3 separate regions of the Mus musculus genome follow, and all the other regions are linked to region 1. Evidence: chromatin contacts called from public Hi-C and promoter capture Hi-C data. All regions are on one chromosome and are shown on one strand. Each heading gives the region's core, a stretch centred on a gene start, on an enhancer-like site or on the middle of the called end of the contact. The rest is flanking DNA. Distances are from core to core; before and after follow the strand shown.

Evidence for each region. Promoter capture Hi-C pulls out the DNA fragments that hold promoters and counts their contacts. Hi-C and Micro-C count contacts between places; a contact is called where the count stands out from the background.
Region 2: a contact with region 1 is called in a promoter capture Hi-C map of hippocampal neurons, with 2.9 times the contacts expected there. The contact joins the promoter of Rab42 here to the promoter of Tmem39b in region 1. A contact is called at or near these places in 2 of 39 promoter capture datasets (hippocampal neurons and liver).
Region 3: a Hi-C map of B cells shows a contact between it and region 1, with 5 read pairs. The contact joins the promoter of Snhg3 here to the promoter of Tmem39b in region 1. A contact is called at or near these places in 1 of 39 promoter capture datasets (pre-B cells) and 1 of 484 Hi-C or Micro-C datasets (B cells).

What each region holds. Positions count from the first base shown.
Region 1 is chr4:129,695,511-129,698,259 of GRCm38.p6, reverse strand. Tmem39b (transmembrane protein 39b) reads left to right here and starts at 1,415. Exons shown (of 9, transcript NM_199305.2): 1 at 1,415-1,545. The coding sequence starts at 1,542.
Region 2 is chr4:132,302,004-132,304,735 of GRCm38.p6, reverse strand. It overlaps Rab42 (RAB42, member RAS oncogene family), which reads left to right and starts at 1,380. Exons shown (of 2, transcript NM_001081651.1): 1 at 1,380-1,625; 2 at 2,054-2,542. The coding sequence starts at 1,399. The coding sequence ends at 2,474.
Region 3 is chr4:132,352,250-132,355,029 of GRCm38.p6, reverse strand. Snhg3 (small nucleolar RNA host gene 3) reads left to right here and starts at 1,344. Exons shown (of 3, transcript NR_003270.2): 1 at 1,344-1,433; 2 at 2,332-2,367. Snora73b (small nucleolar RNA, H/ACA box 73b) reads left to right here and starts at 2,504; the gene lies at 2,504-2,708. It overlaps Snora73a (small nucleolar RNA, H/ACA box 73a), which reads left to right and starts at 2,051; the gene lies at 2,051-2,255. RefSeq lists a cis regulatory region at 1,086-1,605.

The sequences.
Region 1 (2,749 bases), core at 166-2,665:
TGGGTAAGAGCACTTACTGCTCTTCTGAAGGTCTTGAGTTCAAATCCTAGCAACCACATGTGGCTCACAACCACCTGTAATGAGATCTGACGCCCTCTCCTGGTGTGTCTGAAGTCAGCTACAGTGTACTTATATATAATAATAAATCTTTGGGCCCCAGTGAGGGGGGTTGACTGGTGCGAGCACAGGTCCTAAAAATTCAATTCCCAACAACCACTTGAAGGCTCACAACCATCTTTACAGCTACAGTGTACTCACATAAAATTAAAAAAAAACTTAACAATAATATAAAGATTGCTTATGAGGCTGAGAATATAACTGAATGATAGAACACTTGCCTAGCCTGTATGAGGCCCTAATTTTAATCTCCTACCCTCACCCCCATAGACTGCTTATTAGTCTTGCAAGGGAAGAAATTACACTAACAATAACAGTAGCTACTTGCTTCCTCTGTTAAGTGTTTGCCAAACATGATGGCTAACACTGATTAAAACAGGTACTACATGGATTGTCTCATTTAATCTTCCATGCCTACAAGATAATTTGTGCTTGCATTAGGTTTGATTTCCATCCCTGAATAAATCTGTCATAGTGAGAGTAATAATTCCGACACTATGAAGCAGGATCAGAAATTCAAGGACATCCTCTAATCCATAGCAAATTCAAGGACAGCCCAGGCTACCAGAGGCTCTGTCTTAAAAACCAAAATCAAAGGGCTGGCGAGATATCTCAGCAAGTAAAGGTTCTTGTAGCCAAGCCCGATAGCCTACGTGTTAGGCTACATGGTAGAAGAACCAGTACTACTACCAGTTGTCTTCCCAAGTCCACTGCTCTGCGCATCCCTCCCTCTCTCCGGCACACCAAATTCTAAAATGTTAAGAACCCTAATAGGCGGTTATTATTAATACCCATTAACACTATTTCGAAATTTGAAAATGGCAGGCACAGGTTCTTAGCTAAGGTGGTGGCAGTGAAATCAACAGTGGAGAACATGAGAATCAAACATGAGAAATGGATAGAGTTTAGGGTCATCAAGATGAGGCCAAAAATTGGATATAGAGTTTTGGAGGAAAGGGGAAGTGACTCGTAGATTTTGACTGGGGTGGGCCAAAGCACACTAAAGCCTAAGAGTTCTGAAAGCCCAGTTTGGGACTCGCTGAGTATGAGGTGACTGTGTTGTACAAAAACAGGACTTCACTAGAGGCAAAAGGCCGCTCTGGTGTCCTCCTCTAAGTCAGAACAGGGTGAAGAAACACGGGAGGTGGGTTCGCCCGCTCCAGAATCTCTTGAGCAGCAGCTGCGGGAAAGGCGTGGGGAAAGGCAAGACAAAGAGCGTTAGCACAGCTTTTGTCCAAACGGCCCCTTTAAGAAGCGCGCTCCCGACTCCCAGCCCGCCTAGCATGCAAATTGAGCAGCCGGAGGGAGCGTGCGGCTGATACCCGGCCCGGGCTGCGGCGGTTAGTCCTCTCTCGGCCGCCGTCGCCTCCGACATATTGCCCGCAGGAGCTGCGGCGGTGAGCGGAGAGCGCCGGGGGAAGGAGATGGGTGAGCAGAGCTGGCTGGGCTCGTTCGGGGGTCGCGGGATAGCGGGGAGCCTGGCTGCGAACTGCCTCCCCACGCGGACCGGAGTCGCGGGCAGGGGGAGGGGGAGGGGAAGGGACGCGGCGCAGGCGGGACCCCGCCCCTCCGGTCCTGAGGGGGCGGGTCACCGCTTGGTAGGCGGAGCTTCCAAAAGGGAGAGGGGCTCGGAGGGGCTCAGGCTTTCTTTGGGGCACACAATTCTCCTGTCTGCAGATGGGGGCCGGGCACTCTGGTGGGAGGGGCTGAGAGCTTAGGGTTCGCCTTTTGTGATTGCCGGTGGGGGAGAGAATTTTCTGGACTATAGGGGTTTACACTGAGAGCGGTGGGGCCGCAGGGACACCTAGCCCACCAAGGGAGTCCATTCCGATTCAAGCTTCCAGTCCTAGAGAGCATTGCCCGGCTTGTGGGCGGGGTCTTGGGGTTGACAGTTGTGTGTGGGCGGGGTTTCTGGGCTAGGGGCTTTATGTGGGTGCCGAGCTTCTAAAAGATAGTGGGTGTGGGCAGAGTTCCTGGGCTGAGGGTGTGTGTTGGGGGGGGGGGTTCTAAACCAAACCAAATATAACAGCGTGTGAACAAAGCTTCCGGTTTGGGGCTTGAAGTCAGCTTTCTGGACATGCATATTGTGAAGAGCTGTCAGAAAACCTTCAGAGATAGGAAAGCTTGGGCACCGTGTGTATGAATGGAGGCTACTGTGTTGCTGTGAGGAAGTTGAGGAAGTTATAACTTCGATTAAGGGTTTGGGAGCTAAGTGCAGGATGCTGCCTAGGATCTTAGGCTAGACTACTAAGCTTAGGGAATATAGTTTTGTAAAATCTTAAGTTTGAGATTCCCAACCACAGCGCTCTTTCTAAGGCCATTCTGACGTTAAGGCCAGGCCGTGGGTCATTGAGTTAGATCTCAGGGCCCTGGAGGGAAAACTTGTCTCAAACCTGACCAGATTGTAGCGTCTGGAGACTCAGATCCAGATAAAATCCAGCAAATACCAGCGCTGAGCAGCTCAGGACTCAGGCTCTGAAAATCTTACCAAACTGGTCCAGTGAACCGGATTAAGGGAACTGGCAGTAAAAATAACAGTCTGGTAGCACATGCCTGTCATCCTGTCATCCTAGCATTTGGGAGACTGAGGCAGGTGGGTTGTGAGTTTGAGGCTATTCTGTGCTACTTAGTC
Region 2 (2,732 bases), core at 131-2,630, 2.6 Mb before region 1:
TCTCGGACTGGTCCTGTGAGAAAATTAATAATAAACAAACCTTGTCTAGAAAGTGAGTTCCAGGGCAGCCAATGTTGTAACACAGAGAAACCCTGCCTCAAATAAAATAAATAAACAAACAAATAAACAAAACTCTGGGTTTTGCCTGCTGTTGAAGTCTTCCTTAGTGAATGAGCTTGGGCCTGCCATGTAATTTCTCTGAGCTTCAGTTTCTTCCATTGTAGAAGTGAGTGGAGTAACCACCTCCTTGTAAGGTTGAGAACTGCCTAGGCCCATGCTGGGTGGTGGTGACAGAGGCAGGCCAGCCTGGTCTACAGAGCAGTTCCAGGACAGTCAGGGCTACACAGAGAAACCCTGTCTTGAAACAAACAAACAAACAAACAAACACTGCCTGGGACCAGCCAAAACTCCAGCTGTGATTCCTTCCTTCCGCTTCTAGAAGCCAGATCTGAGTGCACACGTGCTGCCTCATGTGAGCTTTCATCCAAACGGAACCCAAGACCCAACCGGGTCATCCTGGCTTTCTGACTGTCTCTTTTTAGGCATCAAGGGAGTCAGTCATGGGCTTAGAGTCACTATGACTCTAAGAAGCACTGTATGACCTGGGACAAGCCACATGGGACAAGCCACACCTTTGAGCCTTGGACTCCTAAGCCTAAGCCTAAAATAGTCCACTAAAGCTGAATCTAAGTGGTTTTTTTTTTTGTTGTTGTTGTTTTGTTTTTTAGACAGGGTTTCTCTGTGTAGCCCTGGCTGTCCTGGAACTCACTCTGTAGACAAGGCTGGCCTCGAACTCAAATCCACCTGCCTCTGCCTCCCAAATGCTGGGATTAAAGGCGTGTGCCACAACTGAAGATTTATTTATTTATTATATGTAAGTACACTGTAGCTGTTTTCAGGCACTCCAGAAGAGGGAGTCAGATCTCGTTAAGGATGGTTGTGAGCCACCATGTGGTTGCTGGGATTTGAACTCTGGACCTTCGGAAGAGCAGTCGGGTGCTCTTACCCACTGAGCCATCTCACCAGCCCGGCTTTCTTTTTTTAATCGGAGACAAGGTTTCTCTGCATAGCACTGGCTGCCCTGGATGGAACTTTGTAGCCCAGGCTGGCCTCCAACTCAGAGATCCTCCTTTCTCTACCTCACCAGTTGTGGGATTAAAGACTTTTTAATTCCTTTATACTGTGAAGCAAAAGTGGTAACTGTCCCATTTTACAGAGGTAGTGATTTAGGTCTTGCCCGACCAACTACATCCGGGATTGCCTTCCAGGATCAAGTTCTCCAGATCTTGACCCTTCCTGGATGCTGTACCAGTAACAGACTCATGGGGGAGTGGGGGTGGGGGGAGAGGGGCGGAGCCACACAGAAACTGTCTGAGGTCAGCGGGGAGCCCAGATCCTATGGAGGCGGCCGGCTGCAGCTACCAATTTCGGATCGCGCTGCTCGGGGACGCAGGGGTGGGCAAGACGTCACTGCTACGGTGTTACGTGGCGGGCGCGCGGGGGGCGGCGGAGCCGGATCCCGAACCCACTGTAGGCGTGGAGTTCTACAGCCGCGCGCTGCAACTACCCGCTGGGCTGCGAGTCAAACTGCAGCTCTGGGACACCGCAGGCCAAGAGTGCTTCAGGTGCGGCGAGAAGTGGGTAATGTCAGTCACTTGGGGGGACCCTTTCTCACAGGTGCCAACTGCAGGGGCTCAAGCAAGGATCCATGGTCCCTACCCTGCACCCCTCCCTATTCAGTCATTCATCCTTCAAACTCCGCGGAGTGGGCCAAGCCCCCAGCCCCAGCTTGTGCTGTGGTCTTTGAACCACATCCCCACCCCCAAAGGCCTTACCCAGCCCTAGAGGAACAGCAGCATAAAGAGAATTGGCACTAAAACTCTGACTTTCCCAGAGATGCAGAGAGCCGAAGCAGACATGTCAAGGGGTGGGAAGGAAGACTTGTATGCAGGCACAGGAAGCTGCCTGTGGATCTCGGGGTGGAGGTGGGCGGGCTCTAAGACTGTCTTAAAGCCATTACAATTTTCCCGATTATACACACACTCCCCTTCAGGTGCATCACCAGGTCTTTTTACCGGAACATGGTGGGCGTTCTGTTGGTCTTTGATGTGACGAACAGAGAGTCCTTTGAACACATCCAAGCCTGGCACCAGGAGGTCGTATCCACTCAGGGCCCTGACAAGGTGGTCTTCTTACTGGTTGGCCACAAGTGTGACCTGAACACCCGATGCGTATCCTCTCAGGAAGCAGAGGAACTTGCTGCCTCTCTGGGCATGGGCTTCATGGAGACCTCGGCCAAAAGCAACTGCAATGTCGACCTGGCCTTTGACACTGTCACCAGCGCCATCGAACAGGCCCTGCAGCAGGGGGACATCAAGCTGGACAAGGACTGGGCGGGTGTCCGGCTCCTCCATAGATCTCCAAACCCTAGATCCTCTAGCAGGAAGCAGGACTCAGGCACATGCCAATGTTGACTCCAGGAGAGAAAGGGTTAAAGTGGTAACTGCCTCAGACTCTCTGGTGACACAGGAGGACAACAGACAAAAAAAAAAAAAAAAAGACTAATACCAACAGTCTCCTGACATGTCCCTCCCTGCCTTCTAATTCTTGGGATTTTTTTTTTTCTTCATCAGAAATTCAACACAGGGCTAGCTAGCTATAGACAGCCTCAACTCTTTTATATTTTCAGAATGGATCTTGATACATTGCCTAGTCTGGCCTTGAGCTAGTAA
Region 3 (2,780 bases), core at 95-2,594, 2.7 Mb before region 1:
GGTTTCTCTGTGTAGCCCTGGCTGTCCTGGCACTCACTTTGTAGACCAGGCTGGCTTTGAACTCAGAAATCTGCCTGCCTCTGCCTCGAGAGTGCTGGGATTAAAGGCATGTGCCACCACGCCCAGCTGACAAATGCCATTTTTACATATGTTTGAGAACAAGGAGTTTCAACAGTCCCTTACAAGGATTAACTCAATATGGCCCACAGCTGAATGAACCTCAGGTTGGTGTCACCAGGCTGGTGTCACCAGAGTGGCTGGTACTGCCTGTCCTCTCTGGCAGGCTGCCCAGTTTCTGCCCAGGGCACCTCAGCAGTGACTCATTTGCTGCTTGGCACTTGGCACATTACCCTTCCCTAAGCGTGAAAAGAAACCAGTAGTCAGAACTTTTTGTTGGATGTTTCTCTGATCCCATGTTCCCGTGGTCCAGATTATTAGGTCTCCCCTTGTTCCTGCAGCTTTGGGGTTAAAACATCTCCAGAAGGTTGTTCTGAAGGTTCACACTGCCCACTGTTTTTCGTGGAGAGAGACTGAGGTCTGAAAAACCATGTCAGAAAGGAGAGGGCAGAGCCAACAAGATGGCTCAATGGGAGCTGGGTGTGGTGACGCACGCCTTTGATCCCAGCACTCTGGAGGCAGAGGCAGGCGGGTTTCTGAGTTCGAGGCCAGCCTGGTGTACAAAGAGTTCCAGGACAGCCAGGGCTATACAGAGAAACCCTGACTCAAAAAACAAAACAGAAAAACCTACACCATCACGCCCAGACAGCCATTCTTTCAAATAAATATTTCACAACAACATTCATCAGGCTTAATTTCATGTCTTAAAAATCTGGGAAACAGCATTAGTGTTTTGTTTTTGTTTTTTCGAGACAGGGTTTCTCTGTGTGGCCCTGGATGACCTGGAACTCACTCTGTAGACCAGGCTGGCCTTAAATTCAGAAATCCGCCTGCCTCTGCCTCCTGAGTGCTAGGACTAAAGGCGTGCGCCACCCTCCCGCCTTCAACCAGGAATCTTAACCACTAAGCCACCTCTCAGGCCCCCTCCATGGGAAGTTTTTAATTGTAGCATCTATGTTCTGTATCAACTGTTCCTTCCACAAACAAAGTAGATTCAAACTCTGGAATCTAGAAAATATTTCTCTAGGCTTTTTTTTTTTTTTTCATTTTGCATATACCAGTGTATCCAGGCCGAGAGGACAAACCTCACAAGCTCAACAATTTCACGCTAAGACCGCCAACACCTTAGTAGGGTAAAAGTTCTCGATCCCATCAGCCTTAGCGCATTTCCAATGCTTCTAAGTGAGCGTAACCCTGCGCAGGCGCAGGCATAGTCGACCACGCCTGACTTCCGGGCGTTACTTAAGGTATAAATATGGCTGCGTCGGCGCGGGTCTGTCTCTCTAGGCGTCGCTCTCTTGGTGTGCTTGTTCTTGGTGAGTACAGTGCGCTGCTCTCGGCTGCTGAGGGTTTGCCCGCGCGGTCCCGCACGGGCTCCGCAGACAGGCAGGGTCGCGGCTGGGCGGACCCGGTGTGGGAGGCCGGGCTCACTAGCCGAGCATGGCGTGAGGTCACGCGCCTCCGAGCCCAGTAACCGTTTTCTTTCGGGGATCCCAACGCTCGCAGGATTATTGCCTGGGAGACTGAGTTGGTCTACGCACTTTCCTTTAATGTTCACTTTAAGAGGACAGGGTCTTTGGTTCCTGCCTTGTGATTTGAAGTGTTAGCCGCCTTCCAGCGTTCGGTTTTAACTTAATCATTTCGCCTTGCTTCCCAGTTATACTTTCTCTTCACCTTGTAACGGGATTTCTGCAGTTTTTTGTTCATTAATCTCCCATTTTTCAGAGGACCCTTTTTTAGGTAGATAATTTCTGGATAGTTTGGTTCCGATGGGGGTGTTGTGTTCTGTTTGCTTCAAGATCTGAAAAGGTGGCTGAAGTCTGTAGTCACAGCACTCTGGAGACAGGCGTTTTTGGGGTTTTTCCTCCAGCTGGAGGTCTGGCAAAAGGACCCTGTGGCATTTTGTCAAAAAAAAAGACATTACCATGACTATCCGACGTGGATATCCCGGGAGGTCACTCTCCCCGGGCTCTGTCCTAGTGGCGAGCGGGAGCTTAGGGCATTGCCCGGTGATGTACAGTCCCTTTCCACAACGTTGGAGATAAAGCTGGGCTTTCGAGTCTGCGCCTGCATATTCCTACGACTTCTCAGAGTCCTGTGGACCATGACTGAGGAGACAAACCATGCAGGAAACAGTTTTTTAAGTCATGCAATCTGGGGGTGCGTCCGAGTACTCTAAGGGTTTAACTTACTGATTAAAGTCTTCTCTTGCAGACCCGGTCAATGATTTCAGGTACTTTGTTGATGGAGGTACGTTCACCCTGAGGCTGGCTTAGTGCTTTCTGCTCCATGTGTACGTTATTAGTGATATACACTGTGTGTGTGGGGGGGGGGGGTGTAGTCGCCTGTTGAAGTTGACTAAACGTTTGGGTGCTAACCAGACATTCCAACGTGGATATCCCGGGAGGTCACTCTCCCCGGGCTCTGTCCTAGTGGCGAACGGGAGCTTAGGGCATTGCCCGGTGATGTACAGTCCCTTTCCACAACGTTGGAGATGAAGCTGGGCTTTCGAGTCTGCGCCTGCATATTCCTACGACTTCTCAGAGTCCCGTGGACCATGACTGAGGAGACAAACCATGCAGGAAACAAAAATTTAAATTCCTAAGGCTTTTGGTATGTCAACTTTAGGAACCTGATGTTTGTGTTGTTTTTTTTTTCCCCTC